Regions from separate parts of the Mus musculus genome. Here region 1 is linked to region 2. A link is a contact called in public HiChIP or PLAC-seq data. All regions are on one chromosome and are shown on one strand. The core of a region is the stretch at or near the end of the contact, and the rest is flanking DNA. Distances in the headings are between cores, read along the strand shown. Region 1 overlaps Vkorc1l1 (vitamin K epoxide reductase complex, subunit 1-like 1). Region 2 overlaps Sumf2 (sulfatase modifying factor 2).

Evidence for each region. HiChIP or PLAC-seq counts read pairs in DNA pulled down with a chosen protein or histone mark.
Region 1: a contact with region 2 is called in an H3K27ac HiChIP or PLAC-seq map of embryonic stem cells, with 5 read pairs. The contact joins two enhancer-like sites. A contact is called at or near these places in 1 of 484 Hi-C or Micro-C datasets (the Patski cell line), 1 of 115 datasets of contacts at active chromatin or transcription factors (embryonic stem cells) and 3 of 9 other capture datasets (adipose tissue, liver and pancreatic islet).

What each region holds. Positions count from the first base shown.
Region 1 is chr5:129,964,528-129,971,287 of GRCm38.p6, forward strand. The region is part of intron 1 of Vkorc1l1 (vitamin K epoxide reductase complex, subunit 1-like 1); the gene reads left to right. Among named protein-coding and RNA genes, the nearest start is that of Vkorc1l1, 26 kb to the left of the region's middle. Within about 2 kb of position 2,069, at least 28 of the 459 cell types and tissues checked have an H3K27ac peak or open chromatin away from gene starts, as enhancers often do. A contact at or near this core is called in embryonic stem cells, where this site is marked.
Region 2 is chr5:129,863,392-129,870,263 of GRCm38.p6, forward strand. Sumf2 (sulfatase modifying factor 2) reads left to right here. Exons shown (of 9, transcript NM_026445.2): 9 at 1-560. Phkg1 (phosphorylase kinase gamma 1) reads right to left here. Exons shown (of 10, transcript NM_011079.3): 5 at 6,070-6,135; 6 at 3,471-3,634; 7 at 2,805-2,895; 8 at 2,526-2,679; 9 at 1,584-1,709; 10 at 40-1,298. The coding sequence ends at 1,050. Among named protein-coding and RNA genes, the nearest start is that of Phkg1, 12 kb to the right of the region's middle. Within about 2 kb of position 1,285, at least 35 of the 459 cell types and tissues checked have an H3K27ac peak or open chromatin away from gene starts, as enhancers often do. A contact at or near this core is called in embryonic stem cells, where this site is marked.

The DNA.
Region 1 (6,760 bases), core at 819-3,318, 100 kb after region 2:
GTTTTGTTTTTTAAATTGGGTTTTATGCAATATCATATCACTATGTAGTCCTTTCTGGCCTCAAGTTGTGGTCTTCTTGCCTCAGCCTCCTGAGCGCTAGAATTTATAGGCATGCACCCCCAAGCCTTGCTATGGCAGGGTTTATGGATGGGTATGGAAACAAAGGAAACAGTTAAAGACTGAGGCTTATTGGAGGGCTGTGCATCATTAGAATGAGGGGAGGGGGACCAGGGGCTAGAGAGATGGCTCAGAAGCTCTTCCAGAGGCCCTGAGTTCAATTCCCAGCAACCACATGGTGGCTCACAACCATCTATAATAGGGTCCAGTGCCCGATTCTGTTGTGTCTGAAGTCAGAGCACTTCTGTACATTAAAAACAAACAACAAAAAAAAACTCAACCAAAAACAAAACCCCAGAACAGTGGGTCTGTAGCAGAGGCAGGTGGATCTCTGAGTTTGAAGTCATCCTGGTCCACAAAAAAGAGTTCTAGGACAACCAGACTACACAAAGAAACTGTGTCAAAATAAATAAAACAATAACAATTAAAATACCCAGAACAGGTCATCTTAACATTGGAAAGGAATTAACTTCTGGTTATTTTTCTGGTTATGTATATAGTAAAAAGGATAGACTTGATTTTTTAAAAAACTAATTGATTACATTCTAAAGTTTGTTTTTCTTCTCTGTGCTGTTGCTAAGTGAAGAAATCCAAGGCACTAAGGCACTATGAAGGAGAGAGTTCAGTATTAGACATGAAAGTGGAGCAAATGTCAGGAGAAAGGAGGGAACTCATTGCTTGGACATTACAAAGAGGGTGCATTGGGCTGAGTAAGACAAAGGCTTTAGATGTGAACCGAAGGCATCACCATTTGACTTGCAATATTCTATCTAGCAAGAGCAGAAAAACTAGGGCTGAATCTAACCCCCTGGCTTAGTTTCCAGAAGGAAAACTGTTGTGGTGCCAAGACATCCTGACAAAAGTGACTTAAGGGAGAAAGGGTTTATTCTAGCTTATAGTCTGCAGGAACTTGAAACATCAGGGATGCTTTGTCTGCAGCCAGAGAGTAATGAATGCCCGAGTTCAGTTTATTCTCCCCATTTTATATAGATCAAGGACTAGTCCAACCTCCAGTTAAAATGGGTCTTTACACACCAATCCACATAACCAAGAGGATCCCTTACGGGCATGCTCAGGGGCCCATCTTCCAGGAAAGTCTAAATCCTGGGATGTTGACCGTACTCATCATACTTTGCTACCTTAAGAAAGCAGCAAACAGGGCTGGTGAGATGGGTGGCTCAGGGAGTAAAGGTATCTGATGACCTAAGTTCAGTTCCTGGGACTCACATGTTCAAAGTGGAGAACTGACTTCTGCAAATTGTCCTCTGACACCCACGTCGCTGCCTCTCCCTGTAAAGAAGTAGGAAAGAGGAAAGAAAAGAAACCAGAAAACTAGCTGGGCATAGTGGCCTTGTCCTGTAATGCCAACACTTGGAAGGGTGAGAGCGGAAGAACCTCTCAAACTGGAGGCTAGTCTGCTACAGTGAGACTATCTCAAAGAACAAGCCAGGTGTTATGGTGAGCAACTGTGAGGGTAGTGAGTTCCCTACTTGGGCCAGAGCCACCAAGCCCAGACAACTGGCTCAGTGTATATATAGTGTACTGCCTAGGCAATGCAATCCTTAGTCCTGTCCTCAACACTAAAAGAAAAAGAAACCAGTAAGCATACAAGATAGCCGTTTGTAGGTACTGGGTAATACTGAGCAGAGATTTCTCAGAGAAAGAAGCAAACCTGAGCTCTTGGGTTGTCAGTTCATATAGAAGTTTGCAGGCTGCAGAATGAATTAAAGGACCCCAAATAAAGTTGATGGTCTTAACTTGGTTGGGAAGCTAGACATAAAAGTTGGCTAGAGTAGGAGAGAAGGAAGAAAATTTGGGAGTAGATTACCTAAGTGAAAAAGATATAAAGAACTCTAGACAGGCAGAGGGTCTAGGTCTAGCACTGATCTGAACTTGTTTGAGAGGGAGTACTTCAGCACTGGGAAAGCCTTAGGCAAAGTGATCCAGGACCTCACACAGAGTTGGACATAGATTGTTCCTACTAGCTGGAGTGTTTGCAGGCCATCAAAGGGTATGCATGGCCCTGGGGTGAGGCTAACTCAGCCCTAATTAAAGGTTGTGCTGCACCCACCCTCTCAGTACAGAAGCAATTTTGAAGGCTGATCCCAAGCAGCTTAACACTGTGTGCCAAAACAAAAAACCTCGAACGAAAAAGAGAAAGCGGTATTTTAGCATTCAAAATTACCAAGCACAGAAAGAACCAGGGAAGTGCTTCAAATGAGGAGAAAAAACAGTCTCTGAGATAACACACTGGAGAAAGACCTTGAAACAATTAATGGGTTTGTTTGTTTGTTTGTTTGTTTGAGAAGGTAGAAGAAATGGAGGTAAAAATGTATATTTTATTCAAAAAAGCATTTAGAGATGGTAAAGAACACAGATGAGGAAGGCATCTATAAAGATGTAACAATTTAAGCAGAAATGGAAGTTAGAAAACTGGAAATAGTAATAACTCATCAGGCACTGTACCAGGGGCAACAGTTTAAGTCAAAAGCAATCTAACGTGCATCTGGAGCCCCTGAAAGGATTAAGAGAAGGGAAACTTCCGACGCACCCATTCCAAGAAGCTCAGCAGAAAGAAAGGTGACCACACCAAGACACAGCCAGGGCCTCGTTCCAAGCAAGAACTTTACTACTTAGCTTTTGTTGCTTTAGATTGTATCTGCTCTGCACTTTCTGTTTTAAACTTGTCAAGACATGCTTCCTAGGTGGGATGGTTTTTAAAAGATGAGATTCCACTTTGTGTTTCTTAAACTGACCTTGAATTTGTCATCTAAAACCTTGACCCCACCCCAGCCTCCCAAATGCCTAGAACTACAGACACACCACCAAGCCCGGGTTGAACAGTCTTTCATCTCTCTAAAGTCTTTTCCCAGATCTCTAGGTTACTTTGTCACTTTATGATGATCTACAGACAGGAAAATGTCCCCAAAACATTAATTTTTATTTTTTTAATGTATTTAACATGTTTTTTGAATATGAATGTTTTTCCTGTGTTATGTGTGAATACCTGGCACCAGCAGAGGCCAGAAGAGGCTTTCTGATACCCTCATTGTGGAATTGTAGGCAGTTGTGAGGCACCTGACACAGATCCTGGGAATCAAACTCGGATCCCCTGCAAGAGCAGTGCACTTCTTCACTGCCATCTTCCCAGCCCCCATAGCCTGCATTTTTCTACTGAGGAGCCAGAAGGAAATTTATTTATTTATTTATTTTTAATTAATTAATTTTGTGTGTGTGTGTGTGTGTGTGTGTGTGTGTGTGTGTGTGTGTGTGTTTGGAAACAGAGGTTCTCTATGTAGCCCTGGCTGTCCTGGAACTCTGTCTGTAGATCAAGCTGGCCTCAAACTGATAGAGCTCTACCTGCCTCTTTCTGCCTCCTGAATACTGAGATTAAAGATGTCTGCCTGGCTTAGCAGGAATTTTATGCAGAATGGAAATTTGGGATTTTGTTTTGGGATAATCTGTGAGTAAAATGAATTATACCTGGATCGAGTGGCATACACATGTAAACCCAACCATAGGAAGGCTGAATGAAGCAGGAGGATTGCTAGGAGAGTTTGAGTTTGAGGCTAGCCTGGACTAGCAAGGCCCTACATAAACTTCTTACCTGAGAGAAAGATTACAGAGCAGTGCTTAAGCTAAGGCAGAGGACTTGATTCAAGGACATTCTCGCCGAGCATTGGTGGTGCATGCCTTTAATCCCAGTACTTGGGAGGCAGAGGCAGGTGGATTTCTGAGTTCAAGGCCAGCCTGGTCTACAAAGTGAGTTCCAGGACATCCAGGGCTATACAGAGAAACCCTATCTCAAAAAAAAAAAGACATTCTCGTTCGTCATTCGTACCCAGCCCCACCAACAGCTCCTGCAGTGCTGAGTCGATTTCCTATGGAGGTGGAACATTGAACTAGTGGTGTGTTTACTCACAGTGGATTCTTTGAAGCAGAGTGGGAGTGACAGGGATGTGTTCCACCCTACGCCTCAGTCTAGGTATATGAGTGTCAGAGGTCTCACTGAAAAGTCAGCCTTCAAACCAGCTTTTGATTTCCTCCCTCATACCTGAAAACTTATTCATAGTGGCAGCGTTCTGACATCCTCTTCCTGGTAGCTAGCTTGAAAGAGCCTGCAAAGCGGGATTCTCATCCCAGCAGAAGCCTCTGGAGACTCAGAGCATAACAAACACCACTGCTGTGTTCTCTTCCTCACGAATAGAAGGAGTGCTTTTCACCGCTTCCTCATGAGCTAATCATCCTCAGATCTTTGAGCCTGATGGTTAATTGTTGTTTGAATTAAAATCTACTTAAATCTTAGGGAGTTTAGGCTTCACAGAACATTCTGGTATTTCCAAAACGATTTGTTATTTGTTAGTAGTCTGACAGAGTTAGGTTTTGTTTGGGGGAGGATTGGGAAGGTGGCTCAGTTTATAAAGTGCTGCCACAGAAATGGCTGGGTGACATTGGATTTGCCAAGATCCCTTGCATTTGCCAGCCTCGCCAGTCAGTGAGCTCTAGGGTTAATTAAAGACCCTGTCTCAAAAAATCTAGATGGGTAGCTGAGGATGATGCCTCACATCAGCCTCTGCCTCCACAGGCACCTAGCACATTCACGGAAAGGGCTCGGGTTTTTCAGATAACTTTGTATTAGTCTCTTCTTCAACAATCCCTATGGACACACTGCTGGATTAAGTAGGAACCACTGTGTCCTGGTTCTGCTTTTATTACTTAACTGGAGAAACAGAGAAACCGTGTGAGACTGTTAACTCACTGGTTTGTGAAGGCCATACATATATTCTACCTGTAAATATTGACATGGTCAAAAGTGTGCTCCTGTAAACTCCACATTTCTATTTTTTTTCATTTCTAATTTTTAAATACTAAAAATTTAAATTACTTAATCTGTTAACATTGTCTCAAGTGATAGGGATTTATTTGGTATCTTATCTATATTCATTTGCCGACCATTAAAAGATAGATGTAGCTTCTTATGACTAGCCCAGTATTTCCCAAACTGTGATGAAGTTTGTAAAATTTCCAGTCTGGAGCATTTAGAGCAGAGGACCCAGGTCCAGTTCCTAGCACTCACATGGTGCCTACAACTATCTGTAACTACAGTTCTCAGGGATCCAGCACCTCCTCTTCCAATCCTCTCTGGCACCAGGTAACACTTGTGGGTGCACAGACACATATATAAGCAAACACCCGTAAAGTAAATTAATACAAATTTTTGTTTTGTTTTGTTTTGTTTTGTTGAGATAGGGTTTCTCTGTGTAGCCCTGGCTGTCCTGGAACTCACTCTGTAGACCAGGCTGGCCTCGAACTCAGAAATCTGCCTGCCTCTGCCTCCCAAGTGCTGGGATTAAAGGCGTGCGCCACCACTGCCTGGCCAAATTTTAATTTCCAGTTCAGAGGCTGGGTGGGGGTTGCGGGTAGCTCAGCTGGTATAGTGATTGTCTTGCAAGCATGAGTGCTTGAATTCAACTCCCAGTCAGTACCCATGTAAAAAGGCTCCTGTGTGGTGAGCTTTCATCAGCTCAGTGCTGGGAAGGCAGAGACCATCAAATTCTTGCAACTAGCCAGCCTGACATGATCAGAAAGTGTTGGGCTCCAGTGAAAGACTGTCTGAAAAATGAAAAAGCAAGTTTGACAAGTGTCTGAAGAGCAAAGCCAGAGGTTGACCTCTGACCCCCCCCCCCACCTGTATGTGTGTGTGCCCCACCCATGTGAACACGCACCATATACACACACAAATTCTAATTCCCAATCCATTTGTGGACTGATATGTTTATAAAATGTATCACTGAAACAATGAAAAGCAGACATGTAAAATATAAGCTCAAGTAGTTTAATCAACTCACAGTTACATTTCAATGCTTAATACATAGAGCAAGATGGAGAATTACAAAACTGGACAGAGTCACATGCATAGTTATTTTGCAGGTGTAACAAAAAAACTACAGAAGAGCAAGCAGTCCTTTGTACTAACAAATACTAGTTCATCAACAGTTAAGAGGGTTTTTAAATTTTTATGTTTTGTTTTTGTGATTATACCATAATTATCTCATTTCCTGCCTCCCTTGCCTCCTTTTGCATGCACTCCTCCTAGCAGTGGCTAAAGCCTGTATATGACAATCGAGAGCGCCTCTGCTTGATTATCCCAGTGCATTACCACTCTTGGATGGTGACTGAACTTGGCAGTGCATTAATTTAATAATCCTCATAAGTCCCAGACCACTATTAGCAAGTTCTGTTATAGAATTAAGAGAAGAGATTAACAGTTGGATTCTATTCAGACTACTTATTTGGAATTTTATACAAAATAAAGTAATATCATAGCCTCTAATGTAGCCCCATCTTTGAACAGTAGCCAGTTCCTAGAGTTTATGGTGTGAGTAATTAAAATAACTTTAGACGAAAGGATTAGATCTAGTTCTTACTACAAATAAGTAGGTTTTATTTGGTTGGAAAAGTTAAGTTTGAATTTATAAGGTGGTGATAATCTTTGAAAAGCATTTTTCAGAGCTTTTTCTCTCCTTTGACATTTCTAACTTTGTTTTCACTATTTAAAAACTTACACCTTTTAATTTTATATGGAGGTTAGAAGGCACCACGTGCCATAGCAATCCATTGGAAGCCAGAGGACAACTTTCTG
Region 2 (6,872 bases), core at 35-2,534:
GAACTGGATCTTATGAGGTCAATAAATCCTTTTTTTTTTTTAAGATTTATTTATTTATTATATGTAAGTACACTGTAGCTGTCTTCAGACACACCAGAAGAGGGCATCAGATCTCGTTACGGATGGTTGTGAGCCACCATGTGGTTGCTGGGACTTGAACACTGGACCTTTGGAAGAGCAGTCGGGTACTCTTACCCACTGAGCCATCACACCAGCCCGAGGTCAATAAATTCTTATGTATATCAGGAAGCACAATATAATTGTTGTTTGAGATAGGGTTTCATGTAGCCCAGGCTAGCCTCAAGCTCCTTGTGTAGCCACAAATGACCTTGAACTCCTGCTTTCACTTCCTCAAATATCCATAACTTTAGCTAGACAGTTATGAGCGCCTGTTCTTGCTGAGGAGGGGTTCAATTCCTACCACCCACAAGGTGGGCTCAGCTATCTATACAACTCCAGTTTCAGGGTTTCTGATGCCTTCTTGTGACCTCTACAGGTACTGCATGCATGTGGGTTACATAAAATGCATGCAGCTAAAACATACATAAAATGCATAAATCTTAAAAAAAAAAACAAGAAAACTATAGACATCAACAAAGGTGCACAGTAGAGAAGCCAGAAGGCTTATAGCTCCCAGAATACATGTGCTCTATGCCCTTCCATTTCTGCCTATCACGGTCTCAGCTGCGTTGGATTTATTATTTATTTATTTATTATCTATTTTAGCTGTACCAGAGGTTGAATTTGGAGACCTTACACTCACCACAGGGTTACATTCCCAGCCTCATTTTTATTTTGAAATAAGCATCACTAGACTTCCCGGGCTGGGCTAGAACCCGTGATCCTACTGTCTCGGGGCAACAGGCACATGCCACAGCACATCCAGCTCCAGCTGTAATTACTGCTGTTTACTGGGAACACCCTGTGCTTCTAGAGGCAAGCCTTTGAGAGCACAGAGTAGGGCCACCTATTCCTTTGCAGAAGGCTACTTGGGGCATCCTCTTCTCACAAGTCCCTCTGTCTGCTTTCCCCTGGGCCCCCGCTGCCCTTCAGAAGTCCTCCTCCTCAGCCAAGGAGAGGAGCACAGCCTTGGGCGTGTTCTCGAAGAGGGCGGCTCTGTTCTGCTGTTGCCCTTTCTTCACCCAGTGGCCGTAGATACGGAAAGCATAGGCGTCAATGAGCCTCCGCAGCGGCCGAAGGGCGTAGGGGTCTCGGATGACGATCTCCCTGGTTACCGGCTTCACCCGACGGTACTGGTAGTAGATCTTTACTGATGCCAGCACAGTTAGACAGATCACCTGCAGGGGGCAGCACTTAGAACCCTCAGCCCGCAGCAAAGCTTGTCGGGAAACCTTAGCTGGCTTTGGGGGTGCCCTTCATGATGTCCCCTATTCCCAGGCTACAAGCATCTGTAGGGATTTAGGTAACAGGGTCGGTTAGCTGACATCCCCTGCAACCAGAAATTGAATTGGAACAGTGGGTACAAGGCATTCCCTCATAGCTTAAAGCTCTGAGAGCCTGGTGCCAGCAGGAGCCAACAGCAGCCTCCCCCAAGAGCCTTAGGGAAGGTTAAATTTCAGTACCTTGAACTTCCCTCGGGGGCTGAAGTGCCGTACTTCTTCTACTACGTACTCCTGAAAGAAAGGGTGTGCCAAGGCCTCTTCCGCCGAGCAGCGGTCCTGAGGTTGCACCACCAAGAATCGAGACACCTGGGAGAACATAAGGGACCTGAGAATATCATGGCAGCGTTCTGGAAAACACCGGGGGGTGAGTGTCGGTCCTGATTGCCAACTTGCTAGGATTTAGGACCACAATGGAAGCAGGTCTCTGGACCTGTCTGTGAGGGATTGTTCACACAGGTTGAGGTGAAAAGCTACACCCTAAATGTGGGTGGTTCCAGTTCATGGGCTGGGGCCCTGGATGGAAAAGAGAAAATGAGCTAGCTAATCCCCAACATTAATCTCCCTCTGCTTCCTGACTGTGGATGGTCCTCACAGATCTGTAGCCATAAACAAACCCTTCCTTCCTTAAGTAGGTTTTTTTTTTTTGGGGGGGGGGGCGTTTCAAGACAGGGTTTCTCTGTGTAGCCCTGGCTGTCCTGGAACTCACTTTGTAGACCAAGCTGGCCTCGAACTCAGAAATCCGCCTGCCTCTGTCTTCCAAGTGCTGGGATTAAAGGCATGTGCCACCATTTCCTGGCCCTTCAGTGGTTTTTGCTAGGTTGTTTTTTTTTTTTTTTAAGATTTATTTATTTATTATATGTAAGTACACTGTAGCTGTCTTCAGACACACCAGAAGAGGGAGTCAGATCTTGTTAGGGATGGTTGTGAGCCACCATGTGGTTGCTGGGATTTGAACTCAGGACCTTCGGAAGAACAGTTGGGTGCTCTTACCTGCTGAGCCATCTCACCAGCCCCTTGCTAGGTATTTTATTAACATTATTGAGACAGATACAGTGATCCCTCCACTCTGGAACATGCTCCTGTCCCTTGACATCTGGGGAGCGGGCGGCCATGGCCTCTCACCAAGTCTTTCACTGTGTCAGAGTAGTCATCCCACTCTGGTGAGCCAAACTGGTATTTGCCGTCCATGATCATCCGCAACATCAGCATTTGCTTCCGGTGCCAGAAAGGCGGGGAGCCAGCCAGCAGAGTGTACATGATGACGCCTGTGCTCCACCTGGAGGGTGGGCGGGGCCTCGTGTCACCTTTAGCCTCACGGGTAGGGGAAGCATGCAGGAGTAGTCTCACTGGAGTCAGGCCACCTCTTCCCCCCCAACCCCCTAGGTCCCCCAGATCACTTACATGTCCACCTCCTTCCCATAGCCAGGATGGCCGTCGTCCATGGAGCACTGTATGATTTCAGGGGCCAGATAACTGGGAGTCCCACAAACCTCTGCGGGAACGGCTGCTATCAGGACAGGACACCAGGGGCCCTCCCTTGGAAGAAGTTACCCAAGAGATCCAAGAGACAGGACAAAAACAGTGCTTGGGAGGGCTCTCCTATTTTACACTCAATAGTAACAGCAGACTACACAGGCTCGGAGGGTCACCTGTGGATTCCTAGGTCCTTTTAGGCACCCGGGCGTGGAGCTCAGGTGGTGGGAACCTGACTCTGGAACTCAGAAATTCACCTGCCTCTGTCTCCCAAGTGCTTGGGATTAAAGGCGTGCGCCACCACGCCCCGCTTTCACCTTGCTTTTTGAGACAGGATTTCTCACTGGCCTGAAGCTGACTGATTCAGGCAGACCAGCCAGCAACCCCGAGAGATCCTCCTAGCTGCCAGCCTATTGCTGGAGTTACATGGGCTCTGGGGATTCGAACTCAGGTCCTCATGCTTGTGTCCTCATTTGATCCACTGAGCCATCTCATTAGCCACTGACATGCTAGAATTTTTATTCTGGGGAGAAAATCATGCAATCTCTACCCTTGAGGCCTCTTTATGGGCCAAGGCCATACATAGTACCAGACCTCGGAGCTTCTCTCCTGGCTGCAGCTGGCAGGAAAACCCGAAGTCTGTGAGCTTTATATTCATGTTGTCATCCAAAAGGATATTCTCCGGCTTCAGGTCCCGATGGACAATGTTGAGTTTGTGCAGGGTACAGATCACCTCCAGCAGGGCCCGCATGATCTTTCTGGAGGGAGATGCATGGCATTGGCTTATTATTTTTAGTTTATTTATGTTGCTGTTGTTGTTTAAGAGAAGCTTTCTCTTTTTTAAAAAAAAAAAAAAGATGTATTTATTTTATATATGTGAGTACACTGTCAGTGTCTTCAGACACACCAGAAGCGGGCATTACAGATGGTTGTGAGCCACCAGGTGGTTGCTGGGAATTGAACTCAGGACCTCAGGAAAAGCAGTCAGTGCTCTCAACTGCTGAGCCATCTCTCCAGCTCGAGAGGCTTTCTCTACGGAGCCACAACTATCCTGAAACACTCTCGGTAGATCAGGCTGACCTTGAATTCTGAGATCGGCCTGCCTCTGCGTCCCAAATGTTGGGATTAAAGTCTTGCACCACCACACCCTGCTATTTTTATTTATTTTATTTTATTGTTACAAGATCTCCTGTAGCCCAGGTTGGCCTCTAACCTACTATGTAGCTGAGGGTGACCTTAAACTCCTGATCTTCCTGCTTCTGTCTTCCAAATTCTGGGATTGAAGGTTATATGCCGCCCCGGCCAGTTTCTGCAGTGCTGGAAAGTGAAATGTCTCAGCATGCTAGTTCTAGGCAAACACCAGCTGGCTTACTCCTTTTTTCCCTTTTTGAAACAAGGTGTCACATGAAACTCAGATTAACCCAGAACTCATAATCCTCCTGCCTCAGGCTCCCTCTTGTTGAGGCTACAGATATTAATCACCATTCTTCAATCTATTTTAATTATTTGTTTTGTATTTTTCCCAGATACTAGGGATGGAACTCAGAGCGTTATCCATTCCGGGCAAGCATCATACTACTAAGAGACATGTCTAGCCCGTTGACTCTTTTATTTTTCTTTTAAAAAAATAGAGTGCATTTATTTATTTAATGTGTGTGTGTGTGTGTGTGTGTGCCTGAGTGTACATATAAACCATCACATTTATGTGGTGCCCAAGGTGGTCAGAAGGCAGAAGGTCCCCAGATCCTCTAGAACGGGAGTCACAGACATTTGTGAGCCATCAATATGGGTGGCGCAAGTATTTAATGCCAACACGCTGCAGGCAGAGAGGCAGGCAGATCTCTGTGAGTTCAAGGCCGCCCTGGCCTTCACAACAAGTTCTAGGCCAGGCAGGGCTACATAGTGAGACCCCATCTCAAAAATCAAGAACAGGGCTCCCAATGGAGGAGCTAGAGAAAGTAGCCAAGGAGCTAAAGGGATCTGCAACCCTATAGGTGGAACAACATTATGAACTAACCAGTACCCCGGAGCTCTTGACTCTAGCTGCATATATATCAAAAGATGGCCTAGTCGGCCATCACTGGAAAGAGAGGCCCATTGGACTTGCAAACTTTATATGCCCCAGTACAGGGGATCACCAGGGCCAAAAAGGGGGAGTGGGTGGGCAGGGGATTGGGGGTGGGTGGATATGGGGGACTTTTGGTATAGCATTGGAAATGTAAATGAGCTAAATACCTAATAAAAATTAAAAAAAAAAATCAAGAACAAAGGGGCTGGAGATATGGCTCAGAGGTTGAGAGCACTGACTGCTCTTCCAGAGGTCTTGAGTTCAATCCCCAGCAACCACTTGGTGGCTCACAACCATCTGTAATGGGATCTGATGCTCTCTTCTGGTGTGTCTGAAGACAGCTACAGTGTGCTCATATACATAAAAATAAATATTTTTTTAATATTTATTTATTTATTTATTTATTTTGGTTTTTTTGAGACAGGGTTTCTCTGTATAGCCCTGGCTGTCCTGGAACTCACTCTGTAGACCAAACTGGCCTCAAACTCAGAAGTCTGCCTGCCTCTGCTTCCCAAGTGCTGGGATTAAAGGGTGTGCCACCACCGCCCAACATAAATAAAATATTTTTTTTAAGTGAGAATAACAAGTACTCTAATTGCTGGCCCATCTCTCCAAGAATAGTGGCTTAATTTTTTTTTAAAGATTTATCTATTTATTATATGTAAGTACACTGTAGCGGCTTCAGACACCCTAGAAGAGGGCATCAGGTCTCATTACAGACGGTTGTGAGCCACCACGTGGTTACTAGGATTTGAACTCAGGACCTTCGGAAGGGCAGTCGGTGCTCTTACCCGCTGAGCCATCTCACCAGCCCCATGGCTTAATTTTTGAATTTAGAATTGTGCAAAACTTTTTCCATACCACAGAACTGATTGTTCCCCTATATGTTCCTCTTCCACTTAACAGAGAGAAGATTCAGGGAAGCCAAAGCCCACATGCTAACCACACTGCATACGATGTTAGAGCTAGGATAGGCTGGGTACGGTCTAGCATCTAGAATGTAGATTGAGCCAAGGAGCTGGGAGATCCCAGAAGCCAGCATGACCTCAGCTAAAACACGCACGCCAGGCCTCCCGCCAGACCGCTTTGATGCTAGTACTAGTGCAGAAGGCGCATGCGCCTTACCTGGTTTCCTTCTCGGTTAAGGTGACCTTCTCAGTGAGATAGTCAAAGAGTTCCCCTCTCTTCATCCTGTGGGAACAAAGCGTTTCCAAGACCACCAGCGCCTTACTTGTCCCCAGACCTGTGTTGTTCCCACCCTGCTGCTGCCGAGGGCGAGGTGGACTGTTCCTCTGAGGAAAGGAACCTGGGAAGGGCGTAGAGGAGTTGTCTGGGAAGAACTGGAAGAAAAGCAAGAAGCTAGGAAAATATGGTGTCCCTGCCTATGAACATTCATGGCACCCTGGGATCTGTTGGCGCTGGGGGCGGAGGTTAGGCATCTGAGTCTCTAGCCCAGGACCCCTAAAGCCAGATCTAGAGGAGTTGGGATTTTTTTTTTTTTTTTTTTTTTTTTTTTTTTTTTTGGCCAGGAAGCAAATGGGAAGAATCAACCGTGTAAGTGTTGGGAAGGCAAAGTCTGCCCATCTAAGTTTAAAAGCCAGCTGTGGAGGCGTATGCCTGTAATCCTCGTGGACACAGGAGAATCAGGAGTTCAAGGCCAGCCTCAGCTACATAGTGAGTTGGAAGCTAGCTCGAGTTACGTGGGACCCTGTCACAAAAACAAAAACAAACGGAGAAACGGGCTGGAGAGATGGCTCAGTGGTTAAGAGCACTGACTGCTCTTCTGGAGGAACTGGGCTCGGTTCCCAGCACCCATGTCAAGGCACTAACAATTGTGTATAAGTCTAGTTCCAGAGAATTCAAGAGAGCCTGTGGTCTGCACAGGTACCAACACTTGCACATACCCACATACAGACACACCTGCACAC